3 separate regions of the Mus musculus genome follow, and all the other regions are linked to region 3. The links are chromatin contacts, called in public Hi-C maps. All regions are on one chromosome and are shown on one strand. The core of a region is the stretch at or near the end of the contact, and the rest is flanking DNA. Distances in the headings are between cores, read along the strand shown.

The links. A called contact is a pair of places that touch in the nucleus more often than the background predicts.
Region 1: a contact with region 3 is called in a Hi-C map of cerebral cortex, with 2.8 times the contacts expected there. The contact joins the enhancer-like site here to the promoter of Dok5 in region 3. A contact is called at or near these places in 1 of 39 promoter capture datasets (hippocampal neurons), 3 of 484 Hi-C or Micro-C datasets (brain, cerebellar granule neurons and cerebral cortex), 3 of 115 datasets of contacts at active chromatin or transcription factors (embryonic stem cells, forebrain and neural progenitor cells) and 1 of 9 other capture datasets (pancreatic islet).
Region 2: a contact with region 3 is called in a Hi-C map of cortical neurons, with 2.4 times the contacts expected there. The contact joins the enhancer-like site here to the promoter of Dok5 in region 3. A contact is called at or near these places in 1 of 39 promoter capture datasets (hippocampal neurons), 6 of 484 Hi-C or Micro-C datasets (brain, cerebellar granule neurons, cerebral cortex and 3 more), 9 of 115 datasets of contacts at active chromatin or transcription factors (astrocytes, embryonic basal ganglia, embryonic forebrain and 5 more) and 1 of 9 other capture datasets (adipose tissue).

The regions. Positions count from the first base shown.
Region 1 is chr2:170,809,232-170,813,005 of GRCm38.p6, reverse strand. All of the region lies in intron 2 of Dok5 (docking protein 5), which reads right to left. Among named protein-coding and RNA genes, the nearest start is that of Gm35033, 35 kb to the right of the region's middle. Within about 2 kb of position 1,450, at least 11 of the 459 cell types and tissues checked have an H3K27ac peak or open chromatin away from gene starts, as enhancers often do. A contact at or near this core is called in cerebellar granule neurons and cerebral cortex, where this site is marked.
Region 2 is chr2:170,828,765-170,832,660 of GRCm38.p6, reverse strand. Dok5 (docking protein 5) reads right to left here. Exons shown (of 8, transcript NM_029761.4): 3 at 2,707-2,821; 4 at 2,473-2,592. Among named protein-coding and RNA genes, the nearest start is that of Gm35033, 55 kb to the right of the region's middle. Within about 2 kb of position 1,695, at least 8 of the 459 cell types and tissues checked have an H3K27ac peak or open chromatin away from gene starts, as enhancers often do. A contact at or near this core is called in cortical neurons and forebrain, where this site is marked.
Region 3 is chr2:170,729,384-170,733,496 of GRCm38.p6, reverse strand. Dok5 (docking protein 5) reads right to left here and starts at 1,690. Exons shown (of 8, transcript NM_029761.4): 1 at 1,309-1,690. The coding sequence starts at 1,374.

The DNA.
Region 1 (3,774 bases), core at 201-2,700, 80 kb before region 3:
GGGAGAATATCATAAAGCTGCCACATGGGAAAGGCACATGTTAGTCATGTGGAAGAGAGTACCATTCCTCTCCACACTAAACACCTTTGGAGTTGTAATTGGGTCTGGAAATGTCCCCTGTCACTGGATCACGTGCTCCCAGCCCCAGTGCAGCACGCACCCTCAGGATGTCCTGGAGGTCTTCTGCACCCAAGCTCTGCTCCTTTAACCCCACTGCCATACTGCACTAGGTTAAATCCTGTGTCTGTGATCACTTCATCTAGATGAGCACTAAACCAATGTACTCTTTCTGCTTTTGGTTAAGTCAGTGTGGAAACACGGACCCCAACTATTGCTAGGCTCACTGGTAAGTCTTTTTTTTTTAATTTCAAAGCATACATAGCTAAAGAATTTGATCAATGAGCAAGACCCACTGTCTGTGTGTACACTGGCATAAATGCCCATCACAAAATCTTCTCTACACATGGGCATCCTCCTTGGGCTATTGCCGGCATATCCTCAGGTGATATGTGTGAGAGGATGTTCCCTATCCAATTACATTAAAGTGTTAGTGCAGCAGGAGCCCTGTGATTGGATAGGGAAAAGGGAGGCAGAACAAGGAGCTGCAGGGACAGAGAGTGACTCAGAAGAGAAAGAAGGAGACGCCAAGATGGAGGCAGACGGACAGGAAGAAGATCCTGATCCCTCGTGGTTTTAAATAGCCACAGGTGGTTACGAATATCATATAGGGATAGAATGATTGGGATAACTTGTCTGATCTAGGTGGGCAGCTTGTATCATTATCAATTGGCTCTGAAATCATTGTGTGGGCATCTTGTGAACTGAGACTGTATTGATATATAAATCTGACTTGTTAATTATAAGCTTCTAGAGTTTTGGGTTACTGGAAGGTGGGACCACTGACCGCAGGGGTTTATGGCTGAGAAGGAACTAGCAGCTCCAGAGACGAATGAACCAGAGCTGGGCAGACTGTGATCGGTAGCTGTGAGGACTAACAAGAGCCAGAGCCAGAAGGACCACGCTGGGGTAGAGAGGTGCTGGCAGTAGTGCAGGAAGCCTGCCAGCCTTTCTTTAATATTTCCTGCAACAGATATGTGTGTGTATGTGATTGTATATGTGTATGTGTATGTGTACGTGTATATGTACACAGGTAGCCTGCTGAGGATGAGGGGTGGGGCATGTTTATGGACTCCAAGTCACCATATGTCTGTTTTGGGCATCCCAGCAAACACAGCCCAAGCTAATCACAAGCACATGACCTTCTGTTTAGGACACAATGAGACGTGGGCACAGGAGGACAGGGGCATTCCTTTAGCTCACACTTTTGACGAGATAGAAATGGACAATGCTCTGCTTCTCAAACCATTGGATAACTCCTGTCCTCCATCATGACCAGGCTCTGAAGTTCACGCCTACATCACAGCATCTTCCCTTCAACAGACGCTGGGCAGATGGTGTGGGCGGGCCAGCTCGCCTTTTCTGAAGCAATGTAGGAGATAACAGAAGGCAGCCTCGTCAGGGGCATGCTTTCTGGCTCCAGTGTCTGATCGTGTTGGAAGGTACTGCCTGGAAGGCAGTCTGGGAAAAAAAAAAATCTTTCAGGATAGAGCCCCACCGCAGATTTTCCTCCCACTCTTCCATTTCTCTCAGAGAAATGGCTCACCTTCCTCTGCTGCAAGTGACAAAGCTGCCCCTGAAGAATGTCTAGTTGAACAGTCCTTGGAAATTCCGGGACACTCTTAGACACCTCTACAACCTGGACATATTGTCCTTATGACATTTGCAGAGGTCACTGGATGGGAGAGACCTAGCTCTAGCTGCGTGAAGTCAACCATAATGGGTGTCACCATTTGAAAAACATAACCTTGTCTTGAGAGCCCTCTGGGCCTGCTCTCAGTCACAGGGCCTTTAACGATGCACCCTTTGCTTTTGTTCGCTGTTCACTTGGAAGCCACGCTCAGTCCCGTGCCCCAACAGTCTCCCGTGCCCCCTTCATGTGTACACAGCGTCTGTCCAATGTATACACCACCACTGACTGCTCCATTTAAATCCGTGGTCCTCCTCTCCCGCCCTTACATCCTTTCTCCTCATCCCGTCCTTCTGGCATCAACCGTGGACACCAACACTGGAGGTAGGTATCTCTTGGCATCTTTTTCTTCCTCACTACAAGCAGGGAGTCACTGACTCGGTTCTTCACTGTGTCACCAGTGCTGAGAACTGTGACCTACAAGAATCAGAGCATTCTTAAGGATTTGTTAAACAAAAGCTCAGACTCCTGGGGTGGAAGGTCACTGCCATCAGATCCACGGGCCCAAGCAGAATGATGGACGTCTATCTCCACGGCGTGCTAAAGGCTGGACTATTCCTAACTGGTGGCAGGGACAATGGACTGGAATCCAGCAGGTATGTTCCCAAGAAATACACAGATCAAGTCTACATGAATGAAAGGCAGGACTCTAACCCACAAAGATCCAAAGCTCCTGGAGTAAGAAAGGGACTCTCAGCCTTGTCTGGGGACATCTGCAGAGTTCCCTGTAACAGACAATAGAGTGAGGTCATAATTACAACACCTGTGACCAACATTTATCTAGTTCCCGATTAACATGCCAAGTATTGAGTTATAACTACTTCAGAGCAATTATAGTCTTCTATTTTTTCATGACATTTATATTGACTATATGAGAAAGTTGAGCCCTGGGGGTTTTAACTTGTCCCACAAATGGTAAAGAGCAGAGGCAGAAATACAACCACAGACATGTAGGGTACTCTACTAAGCCTGCCAACACCAATGAATGAATGAATGCAAGGAGCAAGGAGTCCTGCACTCTTCAGTTAGGACTGGGCGTCCCCACTGTGGGTTTCAAGGATACGCAGGGGTTTACAGGGTGAAGAAAACAAATATATTTCCAAGAAAAATAAATGACTTGGTCATGGACTGTATGTAACCTATAAGCTAAAGTAAAGCTTTTGGACAGCATTTTATCACATCATTGGAAAACAAGTGTGTGTGTGTGTGTGTGTGTGTGTGTGTGTGTGTGTGTGTGTGTGTGTGTGTGTGGTGTGTTTGTGTGTGTTTGTGTGTATGTGTGTGTGGTATATGTGTGTGGTGTGCGTATATGTTTCTGTGTGTCTGTTTGTGTGTGGTGTATGTGTTCAATATGTGTGTGTATGTGTGTGTATGTATATATGTATGTATGTATGCATTATGCATGTATCTATGTGTGTGGTATATGTGTGTGTGGTATGTATGTATGTATGTATGTTTGTATCTCTGTGTGTGGTGTATTGTGGGGTATGCGTATGTATTTATGTATCTCTGTGAGTGGGTTATGTGTATGTATGTATAAGTGTATGTATGTATATATGTATGTATGTATCTCTGTGTGTGGTGTATTGTGGGGTATGCGTATGTATTTATGTATCTCTGTGAGTGGGGTATGTGTATGTATGTATATATGTATGTATGTATCTCTCTGTGTGTTGCATTGGTTACTATGTGGTCCATGTGTTCCCAGTACAATGGGTCATTAGGATCACTGGAATCTTGAGATAAATGGCACCAAGTGGGAGCGGTGTGTAGCTGACAAGATCATTTATTGTAGCTTCGACCTTAGGGAGGCCAGGAATTAGAACAAAGGACAAGAAATGGGGTCAGGAGAGCCCAGCAGTCAACCGGCCAATGAGTGATGGTTAAGTTCTCCCCTTGGGTTAGAGAAAGTCTAAGACAAAGTCAGGAAAGACTTAAGAACTCAGTAATTACTATACACATTACCA
Region 2 (3,896 bases), core at 446-2,945, 99 kb before region 3:
GCACTATTTACACGAACAAAGATCATCTGTAGACCTTTTCAATTTGCATCGTGGGAAAAAAAAATGTACGCCAATAAAAGATCAGAGCCATGAAACCGCTAAAAGCAATTTTTCCCCTGCAGAGCACACATTAATTACACCTACACTTTCATATTCACAAAAGATACAGTGTAGAAGGCTGTATCTGTGATTTGTGGTCCTAAAGTAACACTGGTCAGCTTACAGTTCTACCATCGGCTCAGTAAAATTATTTAAACCACGCTCCACAGTAACAGCGTGCAATTGTGACGATGTCAAAGGGATATTCTTCGAGTTTGAACAAAGAACTTTCCTTAGTCAACGCTGCAAAAAAAGATAGCCCTCTGCCTCCTGGGTGACTGTTGAAAATGTCACCGAGACTGTGATAACTAACTTAGCTGGTGGCTGTAAACAAGAGCTCACCTGCAGGCAGTTACACTGCTTTTATTACTGCTATTTAGAAAAGTCAGTAACATAAAAAGTTACAGAGTCAAAAACCTCTAAATGAAACGTGAACAAAAATGCTACAGCACCTGCAAGCACAATTCTATCCATCCATCCTAGAGCAGATCCCAGATGGCTGACAGGATAGTGTGATGCTAACAGTTTTATATTAGGAATGTTCAAAATTAGCTATTCTATAATAGGAGGGATCATCCAAATCTATCTATTTTATCTGAAGTTGGTAAATAGCAATATCAAGATTGTGTTCATGAATGGGCTTAGTCACCTGCTATTTAAGCTTATAAATTTATTTTAAACTATCAATAGCCAAACGTTGAGGGATTTCTAGAAACTATCATGAAACACATTATGTCCCCTGAGAGTTCTGGGCCCATGACTTTAAAATTGTCTTCAGTATGTCATAGGTAAAGGGGGGGGGGTCATTGTTAATGGATTCTCTTAGAGGCAAATTGATTTGCTATAAGATAAATTAGTGGGGTTTGCGGGAGAGAGATCAGTGGGAGAGTGCTTGCCCAGCATGCTTTTGGTGAGAAACCATTTTAATTGTACTTATTTGAACCCCTACAAAATAAGACTATATAAAATACTTTCAAAGAAATACTGGAGTTCTGTAAGAACCCATAATGAGAGTAACCCCAAGCCTACCAAAATGGCAGCATAAAAGGAAACCTTAGGCATGGTTTTTAATTTGAATTTTAGCACTGTGCATTTCTACTATGCCGCAGGCAGAAATGTCTGAAAGCTATGTGCTGACCTGGCCATTCTAGAGAACATAACAATTGAGCCCTACCATGCTAACAAAGCCCAGGACTGTGTCCCCAGCACCCTGGCTAGCTCCCCTTTGTCCAACATTACACTGACTGACTGAACCACAGAAGTAAGGTCTGGGGGGGGGGGGGGGGAGAGGTGAATTGCCATGGGAAGTGACTTCCCCTCTCTGTGGCCCTAGTTCCCAATCTGGCAAGAGGCAACTCTGCTCAAGCTAACACTTCCAGGTCTTGATGAACAACAGCTGTGCGGCCACAGATTGTGGTAGGGACAGTACATTCAGGGTGGGCAAAGACTGTAAATGTGTCATGAGGACACAGCACTGCTTGGGAGGGAGGGAGCACAGTTTTAACTAACAACTGGAGTGGGCATGGAGACCACCAATGCAATTCCACCTGAGTCATGTCTGCCATCCATCCAGGTGACCCAGAGCCCCCGCCACTCTGACAAGAGCTCGTAGATCAAGGCAGGCTTTGAAGCAGACCCGTGGCATCCAATCCCCCAGCCACTAGGCTGAGCTATTTGGAGATGAAGCAATTATTCTAGGCTCAGACTATGAATGAACATTGATTTTTGCTAAAGTGTTCATGAATATTTTGGTCATGATTATTTTAAAAGATTTATTCCTCGATGCTGTGTTGAGCTGAGTTGGCTCAGGGGTTGAATTTTACTTTTAAATCACCGTTTTTAAGTGGGTTTAAACTTGATGAAATATTCAGGGTTGGGGTTAAATTCTATTAAGAACATTGGACAGTGTTCAAACATACTTTAAGTGAAACAGCAAGGTGAAAATTATCACACTTTGAAGTCTGATCGTAGTAAATAGAGGCCTACGATCATAGTCTAGTTTCAAATGCCCATAGTACGTTTGGAACAAGGTGTTTACCTCATCTACAAAATGAGGGGGAGTCCTACCATCTCTAGGGTGGGACTTCTGTGCAAATGTAACAGTTGGATATTCATAAGCATCTTCCATTCCGTTGGCACACCTTGTGATCCTCAACATTTCTGACTGAAACCATTAATGTTGATTTTTTTCTACTATAGATTACAGAACGTTTGAGGAAAGCATTCACTGCGTCATTTACATAGACTGCTATTATAACTTCTTCATACATATTTATAACTCAGAATGTATAGGATGAGGACGCCTTGTGTGTCATCATACGGGAGCAAAACAGTTTAGGAGAGAGATGGGCGGCGCAAACTTGGCATACATACCGCTCTGCTCGCGTTCCACCCCGGTAGCCAATAAATCAGGCTCTCCGAGGCTGATGTCATTGATTCTGGTCCCCACACACTCCATCTGGAGAACTTTGCACCATTCGTCTGCCTCAAGATCTGTGGAAATGGCGAGAACAAAAAAACAAAGACCCCACAAAGATCTATTATCCTCTATGCCCGGTACTCAATGATAAAAGCCAAAGACCCCAACCCCACTGGCCTCAAACAAACCTGATTCACAGGCAAAGGTCTTCGAGGTGTCATCATTGAAATAAATCCCTATAGCATGTTTCTTGGTGCTCTTTGGCAATCGGGCTACATTTTTCACATTGTTGAGTTCTGTAACCTGAAAAAAAAAATAAATAACGAGTTGAAAGTCTGGTCACGTGCCCTCCGTGAACACTTCCCACCCACATGAGCGCAATCACCTGTGAGCCCAGCATTACAGAACAGATCTGCAGCTATGAAGACTAATCATGGCTTGGGAGGATGGAAGCAAAGGTAGGTGGTCCAGTCCATCACTAAATTATCCCATCAGAGGTGAGAGGTCAGATCTCACACTCACCCCTGTGATCAGTGGTCAATTCATACATCACACCTCAGAAACCCTCATCTCTGACTTTGAGCTCGTTGGTGCCTGTGGGTCTCAGTTTTAGAATATGAGAACACCGCACAGGGCCACCCTGTTCACATCGAAGGTGTCCCGCTAGACACTCTATGCCCCTCCCCAACTTCCCCACAATCCTAGCTACTGGCACTTGCACAAATCCCTCCCCTCCCCGAGCATGCTAACTCATGGTGCCTCCACATGGAAGTTCCGCTGGGGTGACATCCTGTCACACAGGAGGGGCCTGCCAGGAGGAAGGCTCATGTGGCTTCCTGGTAAGTATTTATTTACAAGATAAATAAGCCTGTCACAGTGGCAAGCTTAAACTCCCCTTAACACCCCCTTAACTCTTATACAAAGGAATATGCCTCCCATCAATCTTGGCTTGTGGCGATGCTGGACCACCTCTTCCATCTATTACCCTAAATTCAATAAGTGCCTGGCTTAGGAAATCCCCGGGAAGAGAAATAAATACCCTCGGTGGACACATTAATCTGATCATTTCATTTTCCAGCCTTCTAACCTCCAGTGGCCCTTCCTATAGTATAAATGCAAATTCATCTGCATGAAAGGCCACACGGTGCCCCTCCGAGGCTTTTCCCACTCCAGCATTTCCAGGGACTCTGCAGGACAGGACTTACCCTCCGTCTGCAACAGACCCTTCAGCACTCACTACACACAATGGCTGGTTGGCTGGTTGGCGGTGTGTGTTTATTTTTGTGCCAGAACCCAGCCTAAGCTGCCTTCAGCTTTGTATAATTATTTTCTTGTTTCCCTACTTCCATGTTAAGCCCCGGGGATCCACTGTGCAAAC
Region 3 (4,113 bases), core at 441-2,940:
AGCAAGCAAGAGTTTTATAACAATCCAGGCTGTTTCTCCCCAGCAGACATCCCTCTCTAGCGACAGTTACTACTGAGAAATTTCTTTTATTCCCAGTCAAATTAAAGGCACATTTAGAAGAAGAAGAAGAAGAAGAAGAAGAAGAAGAAGAAGAAGAAGAAGAAGAAGAAGAAGAAGAAGAAGAAGAAGAAGAAGAAGAAGAAGAAGCCGCCGCCAGAGACCATATAAAAGACTGGTAGCAGATACAATGTATTTGTGGACAAAAATACTCATTGGATCACTCAGCCTAATGGAGACATTGACATTCTCACCAACACTAGCTTTCCTTGCTAAGTAAACTTACATCTCAGCTCTGCCTCACCACCACCACCCCCACCCCCGCCCCCGCCCCCAGCCTCTGACAAACACAAACCAACAAAAACAGCCAAGGTATTAGACACATGGCAAGAAGAAGTGGGGTGGGCTGAAATACACACACACACATTCATATTCATATATATGTATACATATATTCATATACATATATGTGCATACATACTCCAATGTCCACCCCTCCCTAAAGACTGTACTGTCTCTTAAAACCCAAAGAAAGGCAGGATGGTTCTCTCCTGAAGTGCCCCCAACAAGAGAAAAGCAAACAGCCTTAAGATGGGAGCCATTGGGATTCATTCATTCTTTCAGCTCATATTCCAGGAGCTTTACGCAGGCACCATGCTCCACAAGAAATGTGGATCTGATCGCCCAGTCGGACTCAGAAGGTGGAGTCTAAAAAACAGAAACCCACTGCCCAGGCTCAAGAGTAAGGAAGTTCCGATCTGGGGTTCTACCAGGGAGTTGGCCCTGCCTGAGGCCAGCTCTCTCCTCCTCTGCCAACACCTGAGCCGCAGAGCAGAGTCCCTGGGGCCAGATAGTCACTGACCTTGATCCCCACTCAGAATATCTGCCCTGTGTCCTGGCCTCCATCCATCCCCTGGAAAAGTTAAGTTGGCGCGAGTGGGATGCCGGCCGGGGACATCCGGCAGGCTCAGCACCATGCCATGCTTTCCAGATTCAGCACCCATGGCTACCGGGAAATATTTATTCCGAGTCAATGGGCTCCAGTAGCCACCGCCAGAAAGTCAAGCCATCCGAGAGATAAAGATAGCTCCATGACATACTGGATGCTGGCGTTAGCGCCGCAGCCGCGGTAGCCTGGGATGTGGGCTGCGAGAGCCACCAAGCAAATCTCCAGCGCCAGGAACCGGGATGCTGGCCGCAGACACAGACCCTGAAGTCGTGAACAAGGATCACAGAAAGGATGATACGTACCCCTAGGCGTCTGCTCCGGATCCTCACGTACCCCTGCTTCACTATGTCATTAAAATTGGAAGCCATCCCAGACAGACAGTGACCCTGCTGCCCCCAGCGTGCGCTCGGCACCCTGAGTGGCTTCGAGGAGGGATGTGGGGAGGAGGGTCAGGACAGAGACTGAGGGAGTGAAAGTTAACAAGGTGATGCGGTGAAACCAGGCGTCAGAAGGCGCACATCGCTTCCCCTGTCTCCCCAAAGCCTGAAAGTGGGCGGCCCGCCGGCGCCCAGCAGCCACTTTGGGGGAGAGCGGCGGGGAGGCGAGACTGGAGCGCGGCGTCAGCTGACTGGGCGGCAGCCTGCCAGGAGGAGGAGCCGCTCCAGCTCCCAGGAGGAGGAGAAGGACCAGAACAGAGGAGCAAAGAGAGGAAGGAGGAAGCAGAGATGGCCCAGAAGGAGGAGCGCACGGATCCCCTCCCCCGGCCTCCGCCCACCTGGCCCCCAGCCGCCCTGATCCCACCTCCTCTCCCCAGGGGCGGCTGCGCGTCCCTGCGCATAGCAGACATCCACGAAGCTCCAGCTCCTGCCTGTCGTTTAGAGAGAAGGACATCGGACTCTTTTTTTTTAAAAAAAACAGCTGTGTGTGCCCCAACCCATCCCTTCAGCCCCATCATTTTCACATAAGAGCTAATTAAGGGTGTGTCTGTGTCGAGGGAGACTGAGCTGTGTGGTTTACTTGTGACCTCTACATATAAAGGGAAAGCCATCTCCATCCCCATGGCTTATGCTCAGCTCTTCCATGAGGACTCCCTGCTGTGAAGCTCGAGGCTTGTATCATTGTCCCTTTTCTGGTTTGAGCCTGTCTTCCCAGTAAGACTGTAAGTTTCTCCGGAGCTGATTCTTGGTCTGTCACTGCTTTGTCCTCAACCACCACCACCCCCAACCCCCGCTCTATATAGATGATCAATAAATCTCAGGACTTTGTCAGTAGCAACTTGTACCGGGCATCCTTTGTACGCATTGACTTTGTTCAGCTCCCCTGCGCCCATAGAGGTGTGGCCTCTTTGTGTAATTACCAGGTTCCCACGTAAACCTTCATAACCTGACAAGATAGCCGCCCCTGGCAAACATTGTGCTCCGCCTTCCTTTAGCAAACTTAAGTTGATCACCGCTGATACTCTCTTAACATCGTCTTTCCCGGCTTTGCTACGGGAAGAGTGATGGTGATTTTAGCATCTAGGTTTTACAGAATCCGAAGCTGAGAAGAGGCAGTCCCTGGGGACTTGCCCACCATCCCACAGCTGGCCAGCACAGGGCCAGGACAACGGGATGAGGCTGCTGAAGGGACGATGTTGGGCTGACGTCATAAGCACAAGGTTGCTTCTTGATCTCCAACGTAGGTCTTGGTCTCCCTTTACTCAACAGCTAGACCATTCTTGGTCACCAGAGGTGACCTCAGTCAGAGCTAATGAGCTGGGCGACCTTCAGTGAGAGTCACAGAGGACGAGTCATCTATTTCACAGGTCCTGAGATCTGATGACATTGAGTTCCCCTCATCTCTAATATCATACAGGACTTCCTTTGTCTGTGGGAACTCTCACTTTAGTCATCCTGGCTTGATGGGTATTAGTCAGTCAAAGAAGAGAAATCACCCAAGAATGTGTCATAGAATTGAGGCTAAATTGGGACAACCAGAAAACAGAGGTGCCCATGAGGAGAACTCTTTGCTATATTGTAAACCATCTGCTCTGTCTTCGTGTTTCTGTTCTATGAAAAATGATGTTGTAAGTGTCCGCCTTTTGCCCAAAGAGGAGAAAATGAAGTCATTTGGAAGGCTGCTTTGGAAGAGCTAGCACTATTAACCGACCCTGCCCATGGCGACCGTGAAGCGGAGGTGTCTGTGAACGACACCTGTCCAGCACTTCATTTGTACACCAATTACAGTGTCACAGGAACAGAAAATGAATCGATTGCATAAGAAGCTAGAAGTGGGTGGCTGGCCCATAGTAACAGAAATCATAGATGAGGGGGGAAATGGGTTTGGAAATAATGATGATGAAATCACACTAGAAAATGCCAGCTGGGAAGAAACAAATATTTTTTTCAAGTGCAAGGTTGAATGGCGTATATGTTTTTATTTGGTTGGTAAAAAAAAAAACAAAAACAAAAACAAAAAACCAAAAAACAAAAACCTGATATCACACACACACACACACACACACACACACACACTAGACCATGGTATACCAATCACATGACAACCTCTAATTCTTCTATAAATTAGGCAATTTCCAATGGTGTCAGGGAAGGAGAGACCCACAGGAATGCAGAGTCCAGCAGTGCCTGCAGCCTTCCTGAGGACTCACTCACCATGCATGGCTAGACACCAGACACCGCCTCTTGCAGCAGCACTGGAGGGAGAGCCACGTTCTCTCTAGATAAGTCTTCCACACACCAGCAACATTGTTTTAATTCCTGCTGTTCATTCAGTTTCAACCCTTAAGACTTGTTTTCACAGTACACATTTCTCTTATCTTTCTTAGATTCCCTTCTTGTGTTTTCAGAGTGTTTCTTACCGTGTGTGTGTGTGTGTGTGTGTGTGTGTGTGTGTGTGTGTGTGTGTGTGTGTGTGGTGTGTGTGTGTGTGTGTGTGTGTGTGTGTGTGTGTGGTGTGTGTGTGTGTGTGTGTGTGTGTGTGTGTGTGTGTGTGTATGTGTGTGTGTGTGTGTGTGTGTGTGTGGTGTGTGTGTGTGTGTGTGTGTGTGTGTGTGTGTGTGTGTGTGTGGTGTGTGTGTGTGTGTGTGTGTGTGTGTGTGTGTGTGTGTG